Linked DNA regions of Ovis aries: region 2 is linked to region 1. Evidence: chromatin contacts called from public Hi-C data. All regions are on one chromosome and are shown on one strand. Each heading gives the region's core, a stretch centred on a gene start, on an enhancer-like site or on the middle of the called end of the contact. The rest is flanking DNA. Distances are from core to core; before and after follow the strand shown. Region 1 holds the start of EFCAB2 (EF-hand calcium binding domain 2). Region 2 holds the start of ADSS2 (adenylosuccinate synthase 2).

Region 1 (6,687 bases), core at 2,382-4,881:
GGGTTTGACCTACCTGAAAGTGGGGATTCTCCACAAATTCTCTAAAATTTTCAAAGCTTTCAGTTACATCTATTGAGTCTTATGAAAACTTTAAGACAAGGAGCTTGGATGTTGGTATCTCCATTTCTTTAAGTTAACTAGGTTTTAAAGAGATTACATGCCTTGCCTAGAATCATGAGGTCAGTACAGGGCAATGGCTAAGGAAAATCTGGTTTTAAAAAAATTATTCTTAGTCCAAGGGGATGTCAATGATCCCCATCCTAGGAAAGTAACAGGGCTGTAAAGGTTTTACTATCATTTTGCATTATTCATACCACTTACCCTTTTACTTTACCCACATCTTAGGTAACTGAGTCAATTGCATTCAGAAGAAACATTTTCTGAGTCCCTCATGGGCACAGAACTCATGCCTGTGTGAACAAATTTATCACACTATAAATTCAATCACACAAAAAGACAACCTATACATATCCCTCTGGCCCCACTCCTTGGCATAGTGGGCTTTTGTCACTTGGATAACCTTTTTTTCACTTTGTGGAAAGTTTTCCAGAATAATAACAGACTTTTATGTCTAACTAGTCAACTGAAAAGTACTTTTAAGCTCCTAGTATGTGTCCCAAATTGGGATAGGTACTATGGGGATACAAAAGATGTGTATATATTAGGATCCATCTTCAAATCTATATTGGGTGGAGGGGTTAATTAACATAAATTTTTTTACTCATCCAAATTTAGAGTGTTATCTTAAGTATGCTGTAGGAGTTGAGAATTAGAGGTTAATGTGGCTTGAAATAATCTAAAAAATAAAAAGCTTTTCCTATCAGTGTCATTGAGAAGACTAAATTCTGTCCTAATTTTAAAAATGCACATTAGTTTTTCAAGTTTGATAGAGTTCACACATTTTATTTGCTAAATAACTTTATTTATTTTCAGCTGTGCTAGGTCTTCGTTGTTGCATGTGGATTTTCTCTCGTTGGAGTGAGCAGGAGCTACTCTCTAGTTGTGGAGCACTGGCTCTACAGTTGTGGCATACGTGACTAGTTGCCCCAAGTCAGCTAAAATCTTCCTGGACCAGGGATTGAACCCATGTCCCCTGCATTGGGAGGTGGACGCTCAACCACTGGACCACCAGGAAAGCCCTAGAAATGCACATTATTTTAGACAAAAACATTGAAAAGTTTGGACAAATGAAACACTTCCATCCTCAAGAGCTTACAGTTTGGTGGGGGGAAACAAGTAGAATCTCTGTAAATCAACGTGAGGGTCTGTGTGTGTGTCTTAGTTGCTCAGTTGTCTCTGACTCTCTGCGACCTCACAGACTGTAGCCACCAGGTATCTCTGTCCATGGAATTCTCCAATTCCAGGAGAATTCTCCAGGCAATAATACTGGAGTGGATTGCCATTCCCTTCTCCAGAGGAACCTCCCAACCCAGGGATGGAACACTGGTCTCCTGCATTGCAGGCAGGTTCTTTACTGTTTGAGCTACAAGGGAAGTCCTTGTGAGGGTCTACAGATAACAGCTCAGAAGAAGGGGTTGACACGGAAAGCATCAGGGAGCACATGACCTTCACGGAGGTCACTGACAACAGGGAGGGGACAAATGTGTGTCTGTAGGAGGGTGAATGTTAGAGAGAGGAGAGAAAGGCATTCCAGAAAAAGGAAACTGGGAGCAGCACGGGAAAAGGTACAGTGAGTAGTGAGCATGAAGACTAAAGCTGGGATTTCCCACATTTATTTCAAAGGCCTTCATCACCTATATGAAGAGGGTCTTGAAAAAACAAATAACTAGACCATAACGATCATGAAATTTAATTATACATGAGCGCTAATCATTTGTTGTTGTTCAGTCATTAAGTCGCAACTAACTCTTGTGAATCTACTCAACTGTAGCCCACCAAGTTCCTCTGTCCAAGGGATTTTCCAGGCAAGAATACTGGAGTGAGTTGCCATTTCCTTCTCCAGAGGATCGCCCCAACCCAGGGATTGAATTCACATCTCCTGCACTGGCAGGTGGATTCTTTACCACTGAGCCACCAGGGAAGTCTGTGCTAATGATTACTCTACTTTTTGGCATTAAGAAATTATTATTCATGGTTATATTCATTTTATATAAATATCTATCTTCTGAGCCATTTTGTGAGGATTCAATTGTTCGTAGTCAATTTCAAAGAGAATGCTGATTGGAGCACCACAGGAATATTTTCTACAGAGAAAATACTTATTTTAATAAAGAATATTAGTTTTCTTTACGGTTTTCTTAGGGATTATAGAACCAGAATAAAAAATATAAAAACTCAGCTAATCAAACCATTAAATACCTTATATTTTGAAGGCCTCTTAATAGTTGTTTATAAATGATTTTTACATAAAATTAAGTCATTTAAATTAATATACACATGCATTAAAGGGGCTTCCCTCCTGGCTCAGACAGTAAAAGATCTGCCTTCTATGCGGGACGCAGGGTTGGATCCCTAAGTCGGGAAGATCCGCTGGAGAAGGAAATGGCAACCCACTCCAGTATTCTTGCCTGTGAATCTCATGGGCAGAGGAACCTGGCGGGTTATAGTACATGGGGGTCGCAAACGGTCAAACGACTGAAGCGGCTTAGCACGCACATGGATTAAAAAACCATCTAAAACTAGTTTCAAAAATATATATATTCGCTCGAACCACACCATTAGGCATATTATTCAAAAATCATTTTTAAAAGAAAATATTCTAGTGAACTTTTCCTTAAAATGAGACAAACATTTAACATGTTACAGGTTTCAAATTTCAGAAAAGCGAGATGTAAAACTTTCCCTCGGTTATTTTAGCTGGACATCCGGTCAAATTTCACAAGTAGGAACATCTTCATGTACCTAACAGTGGGCACAATACAGGCACGTCTCTGTTGCTATGAGAACCTCTATTTTGTAGGAGAAATCGCAGCCTTGACGACGCAATGTTTGCGCCGATTTTACAGCATGTTTTTCTACAGCGGTTCAGCTCCACCAGTAACACTCTAATGGCTCTCTGGTTTCCTGCCCGCCAGCCCAGTTTTCCGTCCCAGCTCCAGCGCTCGCCCGCTGTGCACTCCCGGTCTCTGGGAGCGGGCGGCGAGCACTGGCCTGGCGAAAACGTGGGCCGGAGGTGGGGCAGATGGGAAGGGGAGGCGGCGGCACTGCGGGTTGCTTCTGTTACCCTCCGGAGTCGAGCTCTGCACCAGCTCTCCAGCTGCGTTTTAAAATCTGCAGTTAAAAAAAGTCGAGCAACGCCACATCCTACAAACTGGAGGGGACGAGGAGAGCAGTGTGTCCCCAAATGGATCAGAAAAATGGGAAAGGAGGGGTTCTGAACTTTATTATTAAATACTTCCTCCATGCCAGAAAAATCAGGGTTCAGGGCTCGGTACTGGGCAGAATAGGCTGAAGCCACCGACGCGACTAAAAAGGGTCGCGGGCGCGGATCCGGGCTTCCGAGCGCCACGGGGTCCTAGCGGGAGCGGGGGGCGCGCGCGCTCGGAGCGTTCCTTCCCCCCACCCCCGCCCCAGGGTCTCCTTCCCTCGGGATTCGGAGCCTCCCATCCTCCAGGGCCGACTCGCCGCGGGGCTGAAGGGTGTCAGGACGCCGTGACCTAGCTTAGCGACAGGCCTCTCCCCGGCGACGGCGCCGCAACAAGATGGCGGACGACAGAGACAGGGACGGCACAGGTAAGAGGCACCGCGAAGCGCAGCCCTCGCCGCCCGCCGCGACCTCGGCCGCACCGGGGAGCTCCAGACAGAGTGGGACCCCCTACCTCTGGAGCCCCACCCTCAGGGAGAAGGCCGACCCAGCCAGGCCGCGCCGCCCGCCCCGCAGCGGAGGCCCCCTCCCCCGTTCCTGCCCCCCTCGCCCCGCCTCCCGGGCCCTCATCCCGCCCCCGCCCCCATCGTCCCGCCCGCGGAGCCCCGAGCCTCGCTTCCAGCGCGGGTTGCGGCCGAGGCGCCGGCCCGGAGCCCCATAATGGCGTCCTTGTTCACGGTGTCGAGGACACCGCCTCCAAGCCCTAGCTTGGGTTCTCGTTGCCGCAGGCGCCACGCCGGCAGCTACTCAGGCTCTGGGCCCGCGCGGCGGCCTGGGTGAGGACGGCTCAGGCTGCGGGCGTCTGCCGTGCTCCTCCCCGGCTGCGCTGAAACCCCGCCCGGCCCAGACGGCTGGCGTCTGCGGCCACCATTTTGCCTTCGTAGCGGGGACGTGGGAGGACGGCTTGGAGGTCACCGCGACTGCGTCCGCGCCTCTAGGATCCGAAGCGCGCGCGCCACCCGCCTGGTGTCTTGTCTTATGCGAAAAACAAGACAAAATACAAAAAACTTTAATAAAGATGAAAGAGCAAACTCCAGAGGCGACGCGTAGAGCTCGGTGCGCAGGCCTGTCTCTGCGGCGCCACCAGACGGCCCAGCGCGATCGCGGCGGCAGAGGCGGGACTGGGCCTCCGGTCGCCGGGTGGGAGGCATTGATGTTTTCATTATTAGGGGAAAGAAAACCTGCGTATCCATGTTTATTTGTTAAGACTGTTAACGTTGTTTTAATTCAGTTTGATTAAAAAATTGATGCTTTTTTTTTTTAACCATCCTTTAGTTACTCAAAAATAAGTCTGTATTTCAGTAATTGATGAACTCGTCGCTAAAACGTCAAGCCATTGAAACGATAGAGGTAAACATCTTAGAAATGAAAATAATACCCCACCTTTGTTCTTTTTTTGAGTGCTTGAGACATATCAGCATACCATTTTTCTCAGCATGGAACAAAGATGTAATGATATTAAGTAATAGTTACAAGTGTAGGAGCCAGCGCTGAGGTCGTCAGTCACTTGTCGTGGTGATCACAGAAAAAAGGCGGAGAAACACACGGCACTGTGCCAAAGAGCTACGTAGTGATAGCAATAATACTATTTGATTTTTTTTTTTTATGATTACGTTAGTCTGAAAAGCCAGACATTTTATAGATGTTACCTTCCTAAGATGTCCTTATAATTTTATTGTGCTGTTTTAAAAGTATAAGGTACGTCCTAAGAAAATGATTACTTTTTAAATATTAGTTTTAAAACTTTCCCCAGAGGGACTTCCCTGGTGGTCCAGCGGTTAAGAATATGCCTGCCAGTGCAGGGGACACAAGTTCCATCCCTCTTGGGGAAAGATTGCACATGCTAGGGAGCAGCTAAGCCCCTGCGCCACAACTGCTGAGCCTGGGCTCTCCAACAAAAAAAAGCCCGGGGCGTGAGAAGCTCCTGTGCCCCAGTGAAAAGTAGCCCCCGCTGGCAGCAACTAGAGAAGACCCAGTGCAGCTAAAAAACAAAAACAAAAACAAAACAAAACTTCCCCAGAAAGACTTACCTTTATTTATTAAAATTCTTATTTAAAAAAAAAAAAAGGAAGACTTTCAGAAGGTAATCATGGATTTTTAAAAAGATTTGATTAGGTCAGCCTGAGGAAAAGACACACACTGGATTATGCTTCAAATACAGTTTGTTTTTCTTCATTAAAAAAATAGATTGAAAAGCTTTTTTGATTTTCAAGGATACTTTCCTATTTATAATAAACTATTTCAGAGAAGAAACAATTCTGTCTATAGCCATAGAAGTAATGACTGTTAAAATCAGATTGGGTGTCATTCATTCAGTTGACATGTTTAATGCCTGCCATATGGAAGGCATTCTGAGTCAGGTTAGAACTTTGGAGGGTATTTTTTTCTCCCAAAGAAGGTGAGCTATATAAGGAAGATAAGACATTCACAGAAGGGAGAGAGCAGTCAGCTGGACTGGTATGTGCAGCCCATGTGCCAGCTGCTTGCCAGGTGTGCTGTATCCCCTGATGAGGGCAGCAGCCTGGTATCCCTGGGAGCTGGTAAGAAAGGAAGGAGGGCAGTCCGTGCCCCTGGCTTACTGAATTAGACTCTGCATTTATGCATTCCTGCCCGTGATCCACATGCACATTAAAGTTTGAGAAGCACTGTTCCACGGTATATCTCAGTTACTCTTTACAACGGTCCTATGAGCTGATTGTAATTGCAGCTTGACGGGCAGGATGAAATAGAAGTATGTTGTCTCGAGAATGAAATAAAGGTATGTTGTCTTAAGGATAAATTAGAGACTCATATGCTGATAACCATCTTTGAATACACATATTTCACTCATATATTTGATTCTTTGCTCTGAAGTTTCAGATATTACGCCTGACCAATTAATCCGAATAGGCTAGGCTTTGAGGATTCACTCAAACTAACTAAACTCATAAAGAGTGATGTACAAACCTGAATAATGATTTATTAATTTAAATTGGGGTATGATTTAAATTGATACATCAGTCAGGAAGCTGACCTCTGCAATGTCGTATACTGTTTTATGTGTATTAAGCTTTTGTAGAGGGTAGATTTATATGTTTAAAGTTGCTTGATGAACATGGAATCAAGCAAAAGAAAAGGATAGTTTTGAAGGCTATATCCATTAAGCTCAAAGAGGATGGGGATCATTTCTTTATACTCATTGTCTTGCAGAGTATACAGCACATGGTAGAAATTCAATAAATATTGCCACATTCAGATAATTTAATTAAAAGTGTTTGTTTTAATCAAAGCATTATTTACTGTTTCCCCAAAGATCTACACCTAAAAGCCTATACAATTATTGTTAGAGATTTTTTTCCCTCTTCCTTTCAAGTAAGCTATAT
Region 2 (6,687 bases), core at 2,481-4,980, 440 kb before region 1:
AAGGAGAAAGTCTCAGTTGCTGCTGGTACGTCTTTTGCATTTCTTCATCACTTGCAAATAGCTGGTTTCAGACCCTTCAGCAGATACCCACATCTAGCTACATTTTTTTCATTGTGCTTAGTTTTATGGCCAACTTTACATATAGCATGTGACAGGACACACTTTCCCTTTATAATTAATTTTACTTAGTATTTCCTCTTTATTAACATTAAAACCCTGGGGAAAAAACACAAAGAAAGGAAATACTGTTCTACCTACCCTGATCACAAGCAACTAACCTCATGCCTGTCATAGCCAAGACTACCAAGCTTTACTTTCACCAGAACAATAAACAAACCCATGCTTAAGGCCTGATATAAAGTACAATAGTCAAAATCTCTGTAGTTTCTATTCGACGAAATAAAGAAAATAGAGACTAATTTACTTTGAGGGAATTGGGGTGGGGGGACAGTAATAGACCTTCTAATAAAACTATTTTTGAGTTGCCAGGAAGGGGCCTTCCTATTCCCATATTTTAACCTTTTGAAAAACCCATACTAACACCCTTCTCCATCCCCACCCTGGCAATGCTTTTCTAAGTAACAGTTGTCCACCAGACTATAAACGCCTTGTGAGCACAAGCCCTGCCTTTGTCAGCTAAAACTCTGGGGTTAAGTGGTCCCCTATAGATACTTATTATGTGATTGTTGGATGAATGAACTATGCCAGAAATTGGTCCTATACTTAATTCTTCTTCTCTTTTTCTTACAAGACCTATTGAATTAAGTCATCCATCCATGCAAGTCCTACACACTTATTTAAGGATCTAAAGTATAAGTATCTAACAAGTTATAACTTCCTATTAAGTCCCAAATCTAAAATGATGATGAAAATGCCACAAGCTTTGCACCTATTCTTTCCAAAAAGACATTTTATATTTAAAATAAATAGTTAAATGCAATGTCAGCTTTTCTTTAAAAAACTGTATTTTTATTGGGAGAAATTCCTTATTTTATGATTCCATTAGAGACACATTATGTGTATACCACTTCTGGAGAAACACTATAAAAGTCTGAGTTTATGGCACGAATATGACAAAATATACTGATTAAACTCTAAAAAGTGCATATTATTTTCAATAATACACAAAACTTAAATCATCAAACAGAGCAATTCAAGTCCAAAATGTCCTTCCAAAAGTTGACTTTTCCCAGCTCTCTATACATCTTAAGAATTTCAACAGTTCATAACTATCAATTTTATAAGTCAGGAGAACTTCACTAAGAGATGTCAGCTTACTGGGACTGACCAAATAATATAGTTACCAAAGTGAATCACAACGGATATTCTTAAATCTATTCATTACTTATCTACCAGCATTAACAAGAAATAAGAATCCTTTGGGTTCTTAAAACACTAGAAGAATATAAATTTTTAAATTATATAAGGAAGGTAGTAAGCCAAAATTTTACAGGTGAGTCAAGCCTAACAAGTTTGCTCATACATGTCTCCTCTATCTTCAGCTAACATTCTAAAGCCAAACTTGGCTCCTTCTCAATCATTTCTCTCCAGACTTTCCAAGGGCATCAGATCAGATCAGCCCCATGACCTCCTTTCAAGACTACTTTCTACAGTAACATGGTAATACCCTCTCCAACCAACAAGCAAGTTCTACTTCTTTTCAAAGTGATTATTAAAATAGAGGATCTTTTAGAATAAATGCAAAGTGGTTACATCCCCCCAAACTTCTTACAATCTATATTTATTCTGTTATTTATGTTAGCTCTTTCTGTATAAAAGAATTTGCCTGCAATGCAGGAGACCCGGGTTTGATTCTTGGGTTGGGAAGATCCCCTGGAGAAGGAAATGGCAACCCACTGGAGTATTCTTGCCTGGAGAATCCCATGGACAAAGGAGCCCAGTGGGCTACAGTCCATGGGTTTGCAACAGTCAGACAGGACTTAGCAACTAAAACACAACCATTTCTGTATTAGGAAGATATCAGAAATGACAGTGAAGTAGATAAAGGGGCCTCAACCTCTCCTCCTGCCCAGAAAGAGTTAGGTATTCCCATACTTTGCCATAGCACAGCAATCTAGGATCTTAAGAGAAAAGGAAGGTGATGGTCAGTCTTCTGGCGCAGCTCCTACAGTAGTGTGAGGCAAGACCTTTAGGGGTGTCATGAAGTAACCTCCTATGTTACTTACGTGTGTAGCCAGAGAGGTGGAAGAATAGAAGATAAGTGGTGGCAGTGTTAGTGGTAATACTAAGAAGCAATTGGTGCAACAGCGATCTTAACCCAGAAACGGGCAGGATGGATTTCCTCAAGCAAAAAACAAGATTTTCTCATTTAACTTTTGATGTACTTATGATTACTTTTTTCTGCCTGCCAAAATGGTATTCAACTTCAGGTAGAACACTTCTAATCGAGCAGGCCTACGAACTTGTTAGAATGCACACAGCACTATTATGCCATGTACACAGCTCATGAAGAAGAAACATTCTTCCAACCTAAACAGCAGTTAACTTCAGACATTACAGTACCATTCGTTCTGAAAGGGCTTATTGCTCAACTATTTCGAATTTTGAAATTCGTAACAGTTACCTATGAGCCTTTAGAAAGGCCTAGTCTCTTGGCTGCTTCAAAGCAAACGACAAATAGGAAGAAGGTTTATACTGAAAACCACGTGTCTCCCGGTAGGAAGTATATTATTACTATTCCATTTCCCGAAAGTTCACTCTAGGTGTGAGCGTTAACAATGTGAATATTTCTAAATACTAGATTTGACACTTGTGGTGTTCTTTCATTTGCCTCACTCGTAAAAGAGCTGGGATGCCCACCTTTAGGACCAACAAGTAAAATTAATCTTCCTTAGTATACCGGGTACCGAGTAAAAAACGGGGCCATTACACGGTTATAAACCGCCCTTAAGCCCAAAAGTGGGTTCTCCTGTCAACAGAGTGGACCCGATGAGGCAAAGCTCTGCAAGCTCGGGCCTGCAGGTGGGGGACTGGCGAGTCTGGCTTTCCGGGCGTTTCGGCCCACTTGGTATCCCCTGGGCGGATGGGTGATGACGGGGACGATTTTGCGGCCCCCTAGGGTCTCTGCGCGGAGTCGCCAGCAGGCCTCGGGCGGTAGCTCCTCAAACTCGAGCGGTCTCCCATCTCCACCCCGGCCCCAGTCCTGGGTTTGAGCACTGGTCCTCGGACCGAACACTGCAACTCCCCAGGCATCGCGCATCTCAAAGGCTCTCAGAGTCAAGCCGCATTTTCCTCCTGAGCCATCTCGAGCCCGCAGCCCGAGACCCAGGTCAGGGGTCTCCGACCTCCCGCCATTTCTCCACGTCGCCGCAGCTCGTAGTAAGAGGAAAGAACCTCAAGGTGACACCTTATTTCGGACGGTGGATGCGAGTTCTGGGCCCGAGCTAAGGGGCCGGCTTCCCGTCAGAGCCCTGCCGCCTCACCTGGCAGCGGCACACGATGTCGGCGTCCTGCGCCAGCAGATCCACCACCTTCCCCTTGCCTTCATCGCCCCACTGCGCGCCGAGCACCACCGTCACCCGGTTCCCTCCAGGCCGCGCCCTGGGGCGGCCGCAGTCGCCGTTGGGCAAGGAGGATGCCGCCGGGTTGGTCTCGGCAAACGCCATGGCTCCGGAGACACGAGGAGAGCCCGAAGGGGACGCGAGAAGCTTGGAGTGCGCGAACTGAACTGCCCTACGGCCGCCAGCCACATGCGGAGGAAGAAGGAGCCAGAGCCAGCCCGCCCCCGCCCCGCCTGCCGGGTCGCCACCCTCCCGCCAGGCCCGCCCCGCGCTCCCGCCGCCTTCTCAGAGGGGCACCAGGACCTCCCCGCGCACGCCGGCCTTGGCAGCACCGCCCGAGGAAAAAGCCACGCCCCTTCCGCGGCCGGGCGCGCCCCTCCAGTACGAACTCAGAACGGGAAGGATGGGGGCGGGGCTTCGAGCGTGCTTCACCCTCAACGCCCCGCCCACCAGCCCTTTCTCGGGCTTTTCAAACTGGAGAGGCGGGGAGGTACGTGCCAGTGCGTCAGACTACAACTCCCGGCAGCGCTCTGGTCAAAGCGGTGTATTCCGGTGATTTGGTGTCTGCCATGTGCACGTTTCAGTTTGTGAAAATGTTTAAGTTGTTTCTTAATTTGCTTTTATTAAGGAATGAGATAGTGTATACAAAATATGAAGGGTGGAATTTCAAAATACAAATGGGATGAAATTGGAACATACTATAGATTTAGAATTGGAAAGTAAAGGTCTGAAAGTAAGAGATGCGAACGGGCATCAGAAAAGGGCAAACTCGAATGTAAAGCAGTAATGTAGAGGTCATTAGGCCTGAAAATCTACAGAATACGCAGAGTCCTGTATCTTCTTATTAGAATTAAATGCCAATGTCATTGTAATGTATGCCAGAATACAGTAACAACCCTATGAGGTAGGTAACACTATCTTATCCTTATTTTACAGGATTTAAAAGTTAGTTAACTACCTCTAGTGAGGAGTGAATTGGTGCCTAGATGGTCAGTCCAGAGCCCAAGTCCTTTGTGTAGTGTTTAGTGTTTCAGTTCAGTTCAGTTGCTCAGTCGTGTCCGACTCTTTGCGACCCCATGAATCACAGCACGCCAGGCCTCCCTGTCCATCACCATCTCCCGTTTCAGTTGCCATTAAAGCTCATTTTAAACGGAATCAGGAAGCCCCAAAGGGGAAAGCTCTCATGCGGGTACCACTCCGAGCAGATTGCCTAACAAGGAAGAAGGAAGATAAGAATATTACTTTTCTTTTAGGATAAGGGAAGACAGTTTTCACATAGGAATTTTATCTCCTGCTTTTAAAAAATGGAAGGCAGTTTCCTCCTTTGCCCCAGCAACAATGCTCTAACCTTTGAAATCTTTTTGTCACTTTAGTTAAATGAATAAATATTATTTTATAATGATCTGTGATCCAATTTAGTCACGTCCAAAATTTTTGATATTTTTGAAAATCTTCCCCCAAATCAAGCTATAATTGAAGTCTTTTTGACCTTAAACTAACTTTGGGATTTTTTTGGAGGGCCCCTGGAGCATCTCAGAGGATCTGTTCTCTCTGTTCATAAAAAGGGAGATATTAAACTAATTGGACTTATTTGGGAAAGTGCATGGGAAGCATTGTCAAGTAAATAATACTAAGCCTTCTTTATATTGCATCTGTGTTATAAATGCTTCATAAATATAACATTCCTTGAAATCTGATATTTCTGGTGTATTATTACCACTCATAAGGGCTCCCCAGGTGGTACTAGTGGTAAAGAAGTTGCCTGCTAGTGCAGGAGACATGTTCTGCCCCTCGGTTGGGAAGAGTCCCTGGAGGAAGACACAGTAACTCACTTCAGCATCCTTGCCTGGAGAATCCCATGTACAGAGGAGCCTTGTGGGCTATAGTCCATAGAATCACAAAGTGTCAGACACAACTTAGCACATACACATACATGCACCATTCATAATCCTAGTTATTATCTTATAATGTGTATCATAGAACTTACCAAATTCCCTTGTCCATCCTACTATAATGAGCTCCTATTGGATCTCTAATAATGGACATTTAAGGCTTTTGTCACCATAGAGAGTTACTGTTTTACTCTGATGCTTTGCAAAAATATTCCTATAAAAATGCTTCATCTTCAAGGAGAATTGTGGAAAAGACCCCTGCCCCAAAATAATTAGAATGCAGATTTCTGATAACTTTAAGATCATAACACTGAACTAGGTAAAAACTTATAAAGCTTTAATGGAAAATTGATTGATTCATAAAGCCACTAACCCAAGATTAACAAGAATTACAGGAGATGGAATGAACAAATGAGAATGACTATAATTCATATGATTTTTTATGCTGGTTCCCTAATGTTCTACTTTTCCTGAATGAAGTCTTTTAGAGGATGATTATAATCTTTATGACTTCTTATGCTAGTCTCCTAATTTTTACTTTTCCACATCTAAGGAAATTTTTCTCTTAAGCATCTGTCACAGTAGTTGTAAACAAAGATGAAATACTCATCTTTTCCTACATGATCCCTTCAGAATTTGGGAACTCTTAAATATTCTTTTCCTGACAGTACTGTTAGTTATTTACATGAATTCAGTGAGAACCTGTTCTTGTAATAGTATACAACAGGAAATATTAACTACATTGCCAAGGCTTTGACTGGAATGTCATATTTGAGAGAGAGATACATAGACTCGGATATGACCAATTTTAAGGAATTGCTTGGAAAAACTAAGCCTAGCACCTTGCTTGTAAGGTTCCAGCACAGTAATCTTAAAAAGAACTATGGTCAATTACTATTCTTGCTACATTTATGTAAATAATCAGGCCAAATATAATACAAAAAAATTAGTTTTACTATGATTTTTTTGATAAAAGGGAGAAAATTATGGGGAGAGAAATTATGTTTGCACCTTTGTAGATATTAGATTCTTGTCCTGTTTTCTTTAAAGTTTTGTTATATACCTATAAGCTGGACTAGATCCTAAAGTCTTCTTTTTTCCTCAAATATCTGATTACAAATCTCCAAATTAACATTTCCAACTTTTTCCAACCCTTCTGGTTTGGAATCAATAAGAATAAAATTTATGAATTTCCTTGGACACAGAGGTCCTTCTCACTACCCAGATGTGCCAAAACAACAGAAACTTGAACCTTGGGTAAACATCTCACAAGG

The links. A called contact is a pair of places that touch in the nucleus more often than the background predicts.
Region 2: a Hi-C map of tail adipose tissue shows a contact between it and region 1, with 4 times the contacts expected there. The contact joins the promoter of ADSS2 here to the promoter of EFCAB2 in region 1. A contact is called at or near these places in 2 of 16 Hi-C or Micro-C datasets (omental adipose tissue and tail adipose tissue).

The regions. Positions count from the first base shown.
Region 1 is chr12:31,593,984-31,600,670 of ARS-UI_Ramb_v3.0, reverse strand. It overlaps EFCAB2 (EF-hand calcium binding domain 2), which reads left to right and starts at 3,631. Exons shown (of 8, transcript XM_015099188.4): 1 at 3,631-3,693. The coding sequence starts at 3,663.
Region 2 is chr12:32,036,263-32,042,949 of ARS-UI_Ramb_v3.0, reverse strand. It overlaps ADSS2 (adenylosuccinate synthase 2), which reads right to left and starts at 3,730. Exons shown (of 13, transcript XM_027976332.2): 1 at 3,444-3,730. The coding sequence starts at 3,626.